Linked DNA regions of Zea mays: region 1 is linked to region 2. The links are chromatin contacts, called in public Hi-C maps. All regions are on one chromosome and are shown on one strand. The core of a region is the stretch at or near the end of the contact, and the rest is flanking DNA. Distances in the headings are between cores, read along the strand shown. Region 1 overlaps LOC103654691 (peroxisomal fatty acid beta-oxidation multifunctional protein). Region 2 holds the start of LOC100216854.

Region 1 (7,392 bases), core at 2,304-4,803, 140 kb before region 2:
TTTATAAGTTACCTTACTAGTAAATCTAACTATCTTTGTAAAGGTAATCTTGAGGGCCTGGTCAAAAGAGGTTCACTAACAAAGGATAGGATGCACAAGGCCATGGCCCTTCTCAAGGGTGCTTTGGATTATTCAGATTTCAAGGATGTTGATATGGTTATTGAGGTTAGTGTTCATATGTTTTTTTAAATCTGTTGTGATTGAACTACATTTTGTGTTCATGAATCTCATGAGAACTCTATTAAGTTACATAATTCATGTGTACATGCTCATAGAATATTTGGTTGCTAGGTTGTTGTGACTCATTCCTCTCTTGTAGGCTGTTATCGAGAAGATTCCTTTGAAGCAATCAATATTTGCTGACATTGAGAAAATCTGTCCAAAACATTGCATACTTGCAACAAACACATCCACCATTGATTTGAATGTTGTTGGCAAGAAGACAAATTCTCAAGATAGAATTATAGGGGCTCACTTTTTCAGGTTTGTGAATTCTGATTACTGGATTTGTGAAATATCTTGAATACTAGCGGTGCAAAAGCTAAAAACATCTGGAGTAGAGTATGCTTATGGATTAACACATTTGTTAAAATAAAAAACCATTTACTGCATTTTTCCAGTTGAACTACGGATTTCTGACATCCACAGGTTGCTAATGCTATTATATTGTGTTATTTTCAGCCCTGCTCATATTATGCCCTTGCTTGAAATTGTTCGGACGGAGAAGACATCACCACAAGCTATCCTTGATCTCATCACCATTGGGAAGATAATAAAGAAAGTCCCTATTGTGGTCGGCAACTGCACAGGATTTGCAGTCAACCTTACATTTTTTCCTTACACACAGGGTTCTCATCTTCTAGTTAGTCTTGGTATTGATGTTTTCAGAATTGATCGAGTAATAAGCACCTTTGGCATGCCAATGGGACCTTTTCAGTAAGTGATTTGGCTCTGTTTCCTAACATTTGTTTGTAGTATTAAATGACCATTATAATTGTTCATCTTGAAAAGGAATTAAATTGTACAAAATTACGGAGGAAGTGCAATTCATACAAAGGTTAATGAAACTATCCTTATGAAGTCGTACCACATTTTTTACTAATGGCAATGTACATGCACAATGTTAGAAAATAAACTGGCATTCTGCCAACACTTGGGCAGGCTTCTGAACCATTTTAGATAGTGCTATTCTTGGACTTGAACCATTGTGAATGTATTCAGTACTAGATTATCGGTCCAAATTATCTTCCTTTTGCAGATGGGAATCAAGCATTTACCTGGACAAAGAATAAAAAACTCGGCCGGGGAGGGAAAGACCGCCCTCCCGGTATTCCATATAAGAAGAGACCGAAACAATGGCCCGGCCGAGAAAATCCCCGAACCCTGGCCCCCCATCACTAACGGGCCGGCGTCAACTGTCCACTCTGCAACGGCCCAACCGGAGGGTGGCGCACAGGACATCGCAACCTAAGAGTGGATGGGGCACAGCGAGGGGATTTTTTTAACCAAGTCTGAAAATTCGCTCCCGATAGGAATGGAACCCAGGATTTGGAGGTGCTACTCGGAAGTCCTTAACCGCTAGGCTAGAGGCCCTTTCGCTGGACAAAGAATAATGCGACATCTTTAGTTTGCTGTGTTGTGCCTTAGCTAACTCGTTAAAATGAGCAATGCAGACCTGAGGCACCGTTGATTCTTAAATGGCTATTGTTGATTGACTGTTCTAAATTTTACTTCCATGATTCTTGTGAGTTCTTAAATTTGGCATTTTTTCCTTGCTTCCCTGTAGACTCCAAGATGTGGCTGGGTATGGAGTTGCCTTGGCAGTAAAGGATATCTACGCTGATGCCTTTGGAGAAAGAAATTTGGACTCTGACCTTGTGGATTTGATGGTAAAGGATGGACGACAAGGTAAACTTCTTAACATTTGCTTGTTTCATAATTTGATCTTCTCTTATATGATGGCTAATTTGATCCTCTTATATAATGGCACAAACCAGTTAATAGATGAATGCACATTTTATATATTTCTCGAGAAGTGAAATTTCCAAATTACTGTTTTTCAGGAAAGGTGAACGGCAAAGGTTACTACATTTATGAGAAGGGTGGGAAGCCAAAGCCAGATCCTAGTGTTAAGCATGTTATCGAGGAGTACCGAAAGCACGCAAACACAATGCCTGGTGGAAAGGTACTGTTTTCTCACGCCTGTCTTGATACATGGCCTGTGCATTTTTATTAGAATTTTTATTCTATTCCTGTTGAGTAAGATCCTTATTCGACCAAATTATATTTCTTGCAGCCTGTTACTTTAACGGATCAAGATATTTTGGAGATGATTTTCTTCCCAGTTGTGAATGAGGCATGCAGGGTTATGGATGAAAATGTTGTAATTCGAGCTTCTGATCTTGATATTGCTTCTGTTCTTGGAATGGGCTTTCCTAAATACAGGTAAGAATTACTTGAAGTTTTAACTGTATTTAAATGCTTATGTAGTTACTTCTGTACAAAATGATTTTTTTTTTACTTTCTTCCACTTAACTCGCAGTTTTCCATCCCTGGCACGTTCATTTTTGCACAAGTTTGCTGAATGAATTTACAATTTTAATCCATGAATCCCAAATCTCACTAAAACCACAGGTTGTGATGATACTCCTGGAAGAACACTTAATAGATCATATAGACAAAACGCAATGGGTGTGATTTGCAATTTATGGAAATAAATTTAAATGGCATGTCTTCAAATTTAGCACCTTGCTAATGTACTCATACAACAAATGTACCTACTCTAATAATTATACAGGCTAACCTCTCATCCTATGATTGTGTTGCATATAGTATCTAACATGTGTATAGTTGTCTAATTATCGATCTGGTTCCTCATTGTTTGAAATGTCCAAGACTACTGTATGCTTGACTTGTATGTAGTTCTGCAGAGAGTTCTACTTAATATTGAACTGAATTCTATCTTTACGTCGTGCAAGTATTGGCAGCCCTTAGTGTCAATACAAGCTAAACCTCTTCTAATGCAATGATCATTGTCCTCCCATTTACCATTTGTGTATTTCTATGTTGTATTGTTTATGGATTTAAGGAGGTGTGGTGCCTATTCTGAGTATTTATTTGAACTTACAAAAAAAATGCAGGGGTGGTCTTGTCTTCTGGGCTGACACTGTTGGAGCACCTTACATACATTCTAAGCTAAGCAAGTGGGCTGAAATTTATGGCCCCTTCTTCAAACCATCATCATATTTGGAACAGCGAGCTAAGAGTGGTGTACCATTGGTAAGCTCTCATTGTCACTCAGCATCCTCATGAGTTGGGTGATGCACATAGATATTCCATTCTGATATAGATGCGAATTTACCTTTGGTCTTGTGCTAATCATCTATCATAATACAATTACCGATTCGTCTAGACTACTGCTGTTGCTGCAGAAAACAGTGTGACGCTATATGTCAAATCATGGAGCAGGCTGTTCGTCATGCTAACCGTTTTTATATTCTCCGCAGAGCGCACCAGGAGCTTCGCAGCAAGGTTCGGCGAGGTCACGCATGTGAGGTGCTGTCCAGCATTGAGCAGAATAATGCAGAATACTTGCGGGATGAGCCATTGACGGCTGCTTCGCTGATCAAAACACCTCCGTGAACACAAACATGAGGCACAGAAGAAATGATGAAAAATAAAGGGATTGTAACAGTTTTGGTGCCTTTGACTGTAACTGGCAGAGTTTCTGGGGACAGAGTGGCATGGATTAATTGCACCTGATCACTCTGTATGTCGCTGTCATGTGTGCAATGTTCAATACGTACGTAATAAAGAATGGAAATATATGCCGCAATCAGTGCGTCGTCTTCTCGAGTTAATCGCTTGCGCCAACCAAGACGGCCGCGCGTCGTGATCCAGCGAACAAGGAGTCAGGACGGCCGGGCCATGGCGGCGGGGACAATGACGCGCACACGGCGTGCCGCTCATCACCATGTCCCATCGTGCTCCCGGAGGACTCCAATGCAATCTTCGCTGGGTTATGGGAGAAGTACGGTGAGGCCATGGCCCACGACGATGTCAAGGCCTCCCCTCATTCCTCCATTCTGCAGCGGGGATGACGGTCTGTAAGAACACTGATCTAGGTGGGGCTGTACGCCGCTCCCGGCATACGTCTCTTCTTACGGACCACTGGATTACAACTAATATCTAGAACCTTACACAGCGTCACCGCCAGAAATCTGAGCGCAGCCGACCATCTGTTCTCCACACACCCTTAGGTCTTGTTCGGTTATTCCCATTATACATGGATTGGAAAAAATTTAGAAAAACTTTGACTTGCTTGGGATTTAAACCCACTCAATCTCACTCAATCCACATGGATTGAGAGCTAACCGAACAAGCCCTTACGGGGTCCACTCCACCTCCTTAACCCCTCTTCCAAGGTTCACGAGAATAAAACAAAAACAAAGTTGTAGCCACCTAGTGGGTCCATTACGGCCCACTACTCTTGGATTGGACTTCACACTACGACTAGGCTTGCCTTCTTCCTCTGACTCTTTCGAATCCTTGACATTCTTCCCCTTTTGAGAGATGGCTTGTCCCCAAGCCGCTATCCGTGGAAATCGCGCGACGGTGATTGCCTCATCTTCTTAGGTTGCTAGTTTTTCCAGTTATGAGGTCCACTTGATCAACACTTGTGGAATCACTCCTTTCTGTGTAGAGAGCTCTCGACGCCGCAAAATTTTCTCGTGCTGTTGTGAAGGGTTAGGCACAGGAGGTAAAGCTAAACTGTAACACCCTTAATTTGGGGTATAAATTTTTTCTCTAAATGCCTACCAAATTCAGGTTTTACCCTTTCTCTCTCTAGTCTCTCTCTCTTCCTTTTGAGTAGGATTAGGTTAATTAAGTGAGGGATTTATTATTTATTTTGTCAAAACTTATGTGGGTCATAATTTGTTGCATCATGCTGAGCCTAAAATATTCTTTGAATTGATGCACATGTTTGAATTTGAAACTTGGTTTGAATTTGAATTGAAAACCGTAGAGAAAATAAAAAAAGCATTTCGAAAATCAAGGGAAAAAGAAAAACTCAATTCAGCCCAAGCCAGCCCAACTCGGCCCAGTCAGGCGGCGCGCGCGCCCGCGTCATCTGACAGGTGGACCCCATCTGCCAGCGACCGCCTGCGTCCGCGCACGCGCTCTCTCTCCCTCTCCCCCCTCCCGCTGCCCAGTGGACCCGACCTGTCGGCGCTGACCCGTCCGCACTCGTGGCCGCTCTCACTCGCTGCTCGGTGGGACCTTCCTGTCAGCGCTAACGGCACACGTTTGCCGCTCACCCTCGCTGGTCCGCGGACCCCGCCTGTTAGCCACTCCCCTCCTTAACCTTCCGCCCACGCTCTCCGTCGTGGACGCGCCCACGACCGCACGTTTTTTCGGCCACGACCCCCGCGCCCGAGCCCTTTTCTGCAGCCCACGCCCACGCACTCACTCCCCTCGCCCAGTTGTGCCCTCAGCTAAACTCCCTCGCTCTCTCTCTCTCGCTCTGCGCCCGCGCCCGTGGAACTCCACCGAAGGTTCGTCGCCGTTCCGTGGCCGTCGTCGAGCGTCAGCCGCGTCCGTTGCCTCGGTGAGCTCCGCCCCTTCGCTAGCAACGCGGGACACCTCCCGGTTTGCCCCCAGCCTCTCTAATTCACCCGGTCCACGATTACTGGCGTTCTCCCCATGTAGCCAAAGCCCGCCGCCGTCAACCTGAGGCGTCCTTGCGTCCCCGCCATTGCCCCGGTGCTCCAGAGTTTCCTCTTGAGGTGAGCAACCTCCCCGTGCCCCTATTTCTCCGTTTGTTGCCTTGGTCTTCGCGCGATTGCTCATCGGAGCAACTGCGCGCCGCCGTTTCGCTACTCCGGCGCGTTCTGTACCCTCTGGTGCCCCCGCGCCGGCGTTGTGCCCACAGTTGAGTCCGCCGTGTCACCCTGAGTGCGCTCGAGTCTTTCCCCAATCCCCTAGAGCTTTGCTGTGGCCGTGCCCTCGCCTCTGGCAAGACCTCGCCGCAGAGACGAGCGGTGCCGCCGCACTTAAGACCGGCCGCCCTGACCGCGCTGGCCGTTGGATCCCGGATGTCCATCCGAGATCAGGCAGGCTAGGTTTAAATAGAACCGATCTAATCTCAGTCGCCTGATGTAGATATGGCCGCTCAGATCTCCCCCTCACCCACGCCCCTATCGCTGGGCCCGGTCTGTTAGTCCTACCTTAGGCCGCTGACGCCCCGAGCCCACCTGTCAGCGCTCGTCGCGCGCCCGCGCACTCGCGCTCGGATCTATTCTTGGTCGTTGATCTGAGATCCGATGGCCGAGAGAGCCCGATACCCCTTCGCGTGGTAAAATTGTTAAAGAGACCCCCGGTTTGTTTGAAATCAACCCACCGTCCCTAGTTTTCACGCGCAGGCCCCTGTAATCTTGCAGATTGAACCCTAGACTTTTGTTTAATCACAGATTTAGGCCTAATTTTGTATTTTAAACTTCAAAACTTGCTTATTTCATATCTTTTGCATATGAAATCCAAATTGAGTGATTCAAATTGCAAAATGTTCATAGAATTATTATCTGTTCAAATGAATTAGGATCATTCACTGTTTGTGCATTCTAATTTTATGCCTAGGCTATAGGTTAGTTTATGTGATAATTTATTTGTTTATTAAGATAAATAAAAAGGAAACCCTAGTGGTAATTGGATGTTAATCTTGTGAGATTAATAATATGTAATGTATGGATTTATCCTTGGTATAACTCTTATGTCTCACTAAAATAAGGGAATTAGATTATGTAATCATGGAGATAGACAACACTTAGAGAATAACAAACTACTAAATGTGATTAGTTCACCCTATAACCTAAACTCCTTTTTGAGTTTATACTTTTTCTTTTGATATGTGTTCAATTGTTTGTACATGAGTGGTGTGTTGTTCATTTGTCATTATCCAAATGTATTGAATGCATGATCGCTTTATTTAGATGACGAGCAGCCCGTGGTTCCTGAGTGTGTTGCCGAAGATCTTCCTGAGCAACAACCTGGTGAAGGCAAGTGTCCTCTGACCTATTATGTCCTACTTACTTTATAATTCACCGCCCCACATTACATTATTGAAACATAAGGATCGACTAGTCTGTATTTACCTTATCCTTGTTTCCCTTTTTGGGTTATCATGGTTTGCTTTATGCTATTGCTTTAACTTAATCAATGGACATGATGTGAATATTTATGATACGATGATGTTATCCCGATGATGATCTTGTGATATTTTAGGGGACTCAGGCCATTTTCCTGAGTACCTCTCCGTAAGGACCTGTTCGTTGAGTGACCACCCAGGATAACAGTGCAACCATGAGGGTGGAATGAGACACCCTTAGCTGAATA
Region 2 (6,780 bases), core at 2,291-4,790:
TAATGACACATCTAGCTACTTTCATTATTCAGAATACGATTCGACTTCACTGTATAATTATATGAAAATCATTTGTATGCAAATATTGTGATCAGAATAAGTATAGGATTATGTTGAATATAAAGTTAATTAGCACTGCATGTTACAGTGGTTGTAAGACATGTTGCCTGATGCTGGTTTGCTCTGTGATAATCTTTGGTCTTATCCTTCCAATGAAGCAACAGGCTGGGCCATCAATGATCGAGGTGTTTCATTCACATTTGGACCTTATCTACCAAGCACATCAGGTTCCTGTGTTCTTAAAGATGTAACCTACTTATTCTTTTATAACCTACTTATTCTTTTATATATCCAGACAATTGCTGATGTTGGTAGTGGTGTTAGCCTCCCTGATCTGTCCTGAAGCGAGAAAATGAAGGACGAAGGCAAGAACTATTTCTAGGTGAGGTTCCAGAGATTTATTTACTGACGATGTGTTATTGTTGCTGATTTCTTAGGGTGTCCTTGAATTTGTCTTGTTTCTACAGAGGAGAGTTTATCATATGCCCTGTAACCTTCCGATTCAAGGAGTGGATGCGCGCGTTCATCGTCAAAATCACCAACACTTCAGTTTAGAATATTGAACATAAATAGGACCTGTCTGTCCCATTGTGGCTTGGTGGAAGACTTCATATGATGTTGGGACTTACACAAGTTTACTATACTTGATTGCAGGATTCCACGGAGTTGTCCCTTCTTCAAAGTACACTAATTTGATACGACTGGCGCAGACGACGCATTTGTTGGTGCTCCGTTCCGAAGGATCGTTAAATATTCGTTATCGCTACAAGTAAGTCTCCTGAAATCTATTTATTGATCTGAAACTATTGGGTTCTACATGCCAAGGCGGTCCTTCGGTTTTCAGTTATATTGTGTGATTTGAGATTTGGTATATGGTTTGACTGTACAGGACAAGAAGAAGCGTGTGGAGTCTATTAAATTCGCTATAGACTAATTTTGACTATCTAGCTTGTTCAAACGACTGAGCTTCTGAAATTATGACATCAGTGCAAGTGTGTAAAGCTAAATATTAAATGTTCTCCCCTGGTTTATGAATAATATTAACTCGAACAAAGAATTCTATTGTTGTCAAATGCCATTTTTTACATGTATGCAAGGAGCAGTTGCTAGAATATTATAATTGGTAATTGGTATATAAACATCAGTTCCCATTATTTACCACATATCTTTTCTAAACGTCATTTCTATTTATTGTGAGATATTCTCTTGCAGATTGCTATACCAAGTTCTACCAAATTCATTGAAGAAAGGATCGCTATTGTAGCGTTTTCCCGATGGTGACGATGATTTTTGAAATAGCAGGCTAAAACTTATTCCATTTGTTCCAAAGGTATGTCCCAGTGTGAAATCCATAGCGATTGACTGGTTTAAGGACACCAATCCTACAATGAAGCTGGGACTGGTCACTCTTGGAGATCAAGGATGCAAGTACTATGCTAGGGTATGCTTTATACGTTTGTGAATGCTGTTGTCCTATGGAAATACAAATATATATATGCTAATTATTCATGGGCTGCTTATATTGAACTTAAATAGGACCTGTCTATCCTATTGTGGCTTGGTGGAAGACTTCATATGATGCTGAGACTTACAAGAACTATTTCTAGGTGAGGTTCCAAAGATTTATTTACTCACGATGTGTTATTGTTGCTGATTTCTTGGGGTGTCCTTGAATTTGTCCTGTTTCTATAGGGGAGAGTTTATCAGATGCCGTCGGTGATGAGGATGACTGGAGCCGACCACCCCCGTAATCGCTGGGCCGTCGCCGCCAACGACCGCGCATGTGCTCCACCTCCACCACCATCCCACCAGCATCGAGGTGATAGATAATCCGCTTCCGTTGAACGTAGCAATTTTGCTGAGACCTGGTTAATTGTTTTCGTCATGATGATGGCGCAGGCATTTTCGCGAGTGATACGGAGCTGGGCGTGGAAGAAGTTCATGTCTGGACGGTGCGCATCTCTCGTACATATGAATACCGGTAGTTCGCATTTGCACGTCATCTCTGATCCTGAGCCTGTGTGCTGTATCGCAGTGTCATCCTGCTCCCGATCGCCATCACCTTCTACACGACATGGTGGTTCATCCGCTTCCTCTCCTTGTGCCTACGAGTTTCTTGGTGTAAATGAGGGATTTGTTACAGAATTCATCCTCTCAGGCGGGATTTCGGTGCCAAAGATCATATCGGCGGTGGAGGGGGCCGTCGGCCTCGGCGACCATGGCCTGGCGGTGAAGGACTCCTAGCTCACGCTTCTTCCAACTCATCCTGACAGTTGAAGCTTCCTTCTCTTCATCACAATCTTAGGTTGCTCTTCGAGGTTCTGAATGTTCTACATTGTAGGTTTTAGGCAACGTTCTCCAGTTTTCATCAATCATAGGAAAATATATTTTGGTATCTAGCAAACTTGTGCTGTATAAATTCTTTCATGCGATTTCTGCGAGTTTTGGTATGGACTGACATAGCATTGTTTCGATAGGTAAACAGACTAAGTTTACATTTATACTAACAACAATAGATGATGTTCAATCACAGATTTTGCCGTCACTATTGTACTCACGCCGTCCCTCGCCAGGGCCCTAAGTCTATTGGAGGGTCGCAATTTGTGTTCTGTGGCATCGCACGGGCACGTTCATAGTATTATTTATTTAAAGAAGACTAAATATATAACATACGAATAAATTTAACGGCAGGTTGCAGAGTGCGCGGTAGCTAGAAATGTCCAAATGGGCCGCCCGGCCCGGCCCGGGCCTGATGAAGCCCGGCGCGTTTTGGGCCCGGCCCGCCATGCACGGTTAGAAAACCAGGCCGGTCCGTCTAGGCACGCGGGCTCAACTTCTTGTCCGAGCTCGACCCGCAGCGGGCCTAAACGGGCCGGGCCGGCCCATTTAGCACGAAAAAACGGGCCGAAAAACGGGCTATGCGGGCCGGTAAGCACGTTTTAGTGTAAAAAAGCGGGCTTAACAGGCTTAGAGGTAAACGGGCCGTGCCGGGCTAGCCCACCATGCCTAGTTTCTTGTCCGAGCACGGCCCGCTTATTCGTGCCGGGCCGGCCCGAGCCCGCATAGAACCGGGCCGTGCCGGGCTCGAACCGGGCTCAAATAACGGGCTTCGTGCCGGACTCGCGGGCCTCATGCTTATTGGACATCTATAGCGGTAGCGTTATTCCCTGTCTCTCTCCCCTCATCATCACCTCTGCTCAACAAAGGCACCGTCGCAGGTCGCACCGAGCTACCCACCACCCGCCCGGCACTCCGCTAGCACCACTGGGAAGAAGAGCGCACGAGAAAAGGCTGCTTCTGCTAGGAGCAGTATTTCCCTCTCCGGCCCGGCCAACATGCGCCGCACGTTCCTCCCCCGCTTAAATTAGGCGGGGCCGCCGCCCTCCCCTTTTTTTAGTTTTCCCGCGGCCCGGCCTCCTCCATCGCCTCGCCTAATTCAACCCCTCTCGGCCGTCGTGCGCGACATACTCTCTTCTCCAGCCCGTCCCGCCCACCGCTGCTCCCTTGCCTGAGCTGCCGCCCGCCGTGGGATCGATCGGTAATCGGTCCAGAGCGCGGTGCAGCGAGCGGGAGAGCGCGGGGGGCGTCGTCGACGGCCGTCCGGTCCGTCGTGCCGCTCTTGCGTTCTTGGCCTTGGTCCGCGCGCGTCCTTCATCAGGTGGGAGCCAGGGTGGCGCCTCGTGAGTTGGCGCGGCGGTGCAAGACCGCCGGGTGCCGCGCGCCAAGCTCGAGGCGGTGGGCTGGGTGATGGTGCGCCTCCTCCGGCGCGGACACAGCCTTGAAAAGACCGGATCGCACAACAGGAACATCAGCAGCAGGGAGGACGCCACCTCAGGAGCGGCAGCCACACGGCCGAGATGCACGAGTCCCTTTCCAATGGAGCCGGCGGCACCCCGCCCCTTCCCAACGGTCGGGCAGCGGCTGCCGGGGCGGCGCGGTCGCGCCTGGGCCGCGACGGGCCGCCCTCCGGTACACCACGCACGCCACCAGCTCTTCTTCATCGGTTCATGCATCCTCTTGTCCGTCGTGAATCGTGATCCGATCCTCTCGGTCCACTCACTGCTTCTTGCAGAGCTGGACGTGATGAAGGAGAAGTTCTCCAAGCTCCTGTTAGGCGAGGACATGTCCGGCACCGGCAAGGGCGTGCCGTCCGCGCTCGCGCTGTCCAACGCCATCACCAACCTTGCGGCGTCCGTCTTCGGCGAGCAGCGCAAGCTGGAGCCCATGGCGCCCGACACCAAGGAGCGCTGGAAGAGGGAGGTCGGATGGCTGCTCTCCGTCACCGACCTCATCGTCGAGTTCGTGCCCACGCGCCAGACCGCGGAGAACGGAACTACGATGGAGGTGATCACATTGTTGTGTTTGGCAGTTTCGCGTGATGTGTTAGTATGGCTGTGAGTGTGACACATCCTTTTTGACTCCCAGATCATGTCCACGGCGCAGCGGCGCGACCTCGCCATGAACATCCCAGCGCTACGAAAGCTCGACGCCATGCTCATCGTGCGTGCTCGGTCTGTCTATTTTGTCTGCAAAATATATATAGTGCCGATCGATGGTTGAACATACGGTTGGTGGCAGGGCTACATGGACAACTTCGTGGACCAGACCGAGTTCTGGTACGAGAAGGGTGGGGACAACAAGCGCGACGACGACAAGTGGTGGATGCCGACGGTGAAGGTGCCGTCGGAGGGGCTGTCGGACGTGACCCGCAAGTGGCTGCAGTACCAGAAGGAGTGCGTCAACCAGGTGCTCAAGGCGGCCATGGCCATTAACGCGCAGGTGCTCGTGGAGATGGAGATCCCGGAGATCTACATTGAGTCGCTGCCAAAGGCAAAAAGACAAATTTCTTTTTCTTCTCCTGACATTATCTCAGTGGATCGATCGCCAGCTCACGCCAACCAACGTATGTAACAGAAAGGGAAGACGAGCCTGGGCGACGCCATCTACCGGAGCATCACCGAGGAAACGTTCGACCCGCTGGAGTTCTTGGCCGGGATGGACCTTTCGACGGAGCACAAGGTGCTGGACCTCAAGAACCGCATCGAGGCCTCCACCGTGATCTGGAAGCGCAAGATGCAGACCAAGGACTCCAAGTCCTCGTGGAGCTCCATCGTCAGCTTCGAGAAGCGCGAGCAGTTCGAGGAGCGCGCCGAGACCATCCTCCACCTGCTCAAGCTCCAGTTCCCCGGCACGCCGCAGTCCCAGCTCGACATCTCCAAGATCCAGTACAACAGGGTACGTATGTGGTGGATGCATGTCATGTGAATGATACTCCGGTACTGCTATCTATGTGGATGATGATGGCCATTCCCTGCTGCAGGACGTCGGGTACGCCCTCCTGGAGAGCTACTCGCGCGTGCTCGAGAGCCTGGCGTACAGCGTCATGTCCCGCATCGAGGACGTGCTGAGCGCGGACGCGGCGGCGCAGAACCTGACGGCGAGCGAGGCGGCGCGGCGAGCGCTGGAGTCGACGTCGGCGGAGCTGCCCGCGGCGCGGAAGCTGGACGCCAAGGAGGAGCTGGAGAAGCTGAACGAGGCCCCGGCGTCGATGACGCTGTTCGACTTCATGGGCTGGCACTTCGACCAGGACGAGCTGATGAAGCGCAGGGAGGACGGCACACTGGACGCGGACGGGGAGGCCATGCTCCTCAAGAAGGCGCCCAGCATGGCCCCCAAGAAATTCTCCTACGTCGACAGCCTCTCCTCCGGCGGCATGAGGAGCCCCTCCGCGCGCCACTGATAGTGCGCCACCATCCACTGACCGGCCGACGTGCTAACAGCAGCTCAGTCATCTACGATTCGACACCATGGATCGTCGATCGTTCAGCAGCACAAGAGACGACAATGGAGACGACAGCTCCTCGGGTCCGGTCCGATCGATTCTTGCTTACGTGTACATAGCTGAGGCGCAGGCGCAGCACCTACTTACCCATTAACGTCATTGCCAGTGAGAGTTTCATCATAATTTTATTTTTATTAAACAAGATGATACATCACGATATTTGATGACATGACACGGTATTATAATAAGAGAGGCGAAGAGAATTTTATGGAAGGAGACATCCAGATAAAACTTAGAATTCACTGGTTTATAGATAAAAGCTGATTTGCCACTTTTGAAAACCGCAATGAAATTTTCACGCGAAATGACCTATGTGACCCATGTTCTCTCCTCTTACATTTCTTTCTTGTCCTTGCCTCTACGTTCTAGAAGATTCTAGATGAGGGGAAGAAAAGGGCCGGATTATTTCATCCACGCGCTACACATTCGAGGGTTGCTAATGAGCGTAGCTACTGCTTAATTTCTCAACTAGTACGTATTTTCGACATGGCTCTCAAGTCTCAAGAGCGCGGTTCTCCTGAAGAGGAGACAATGAGCTCTGGGCATATGTACCAAACTCGCAGTAAAAAAAAATACAATGTGTATTCTTTAATTTGTCTTAGCTAAGGTTGTCTCCACCAATTTACGCGTTCTACCTCTATGAATATCTCCTATTTTAAATAAATGGTATAGTATACAGTATAAAACAGTATTTTACACAACCGTATACACAACCTGCTAGAGACAGCTTAATCATTTTTTCTGGACTCAGATTTTTGTAATACCCAAATACTTGAGCAATAAAATAACCCTTGGGCCATAGTGATTATGTGACTTTGTTTATTTTCTTTAGCATCTCAACAAATAGAGAACTTGATTTAAAGCAACTAATAATCAAA

Evidence for each region. A called contact is a pair of places that touch in the nucleus more often than the background predicts.
Region 1: a contact with region 2 is called in a Hi-C map of tassel, with 5 times the contacts expected there. The contact joins the enhancer-like site here to the promoter of LOC100216854 in region 2. A contact is called at or near these places in 2 of 25 Hi-C or Micro-C datasets (ear and tassel).

What each region holds. Positions count from the first base shown.
Region 1 is chr4:228,306,947-228,314,338 of Zm-B73-REFERENCE-NAM-5.0, reverse strand. It overlaps LOC103654691 (peroxisomal fatty acid beta-oxidation multifunctional protein), which reads left to right. Exons shown (of 18, transcript XM_020552871.2): 11 at 44-165; 12 at 320-483; 13 at 682-936; 14 at 1,787-1,908; 15 at 2,064-2,185; 16 at 2,297-2,445; 17 at 3,141-3,279; 18 at 3,507-3,860. The coding sequence ends at 3,554. Among protein-coding and RNA genes, the nearest start is that of LOC103654691, 15 kb to the left of the region's middle. Within about 2 kb of position 3,553, at least 15 of the 20 cell types and tissues checked have an H3K27ac peak or open chromatin away from gene starts, as enhancers often do. A contact at or near this core is called in ear and tassel, where this site is marked.
Region 2 is chr4:228,168,874-228,175,653 of Zm-B73-REFERENCE-NAM-5.0, reverse strand. LOC100216854 reads left to right here and starts at 3,540. Exons shown (of 6, transcript NM_001143246.1): 1 at 3,540-4,029; 2 at 4,133-4,404; 3 at 4,486-4,560; 4 at 4,639-4,890; 5 at 4,975-5,295; 6 at 5,381-6,113. The coding sequence starts at 3,918. The coding sequence ends at 5,800.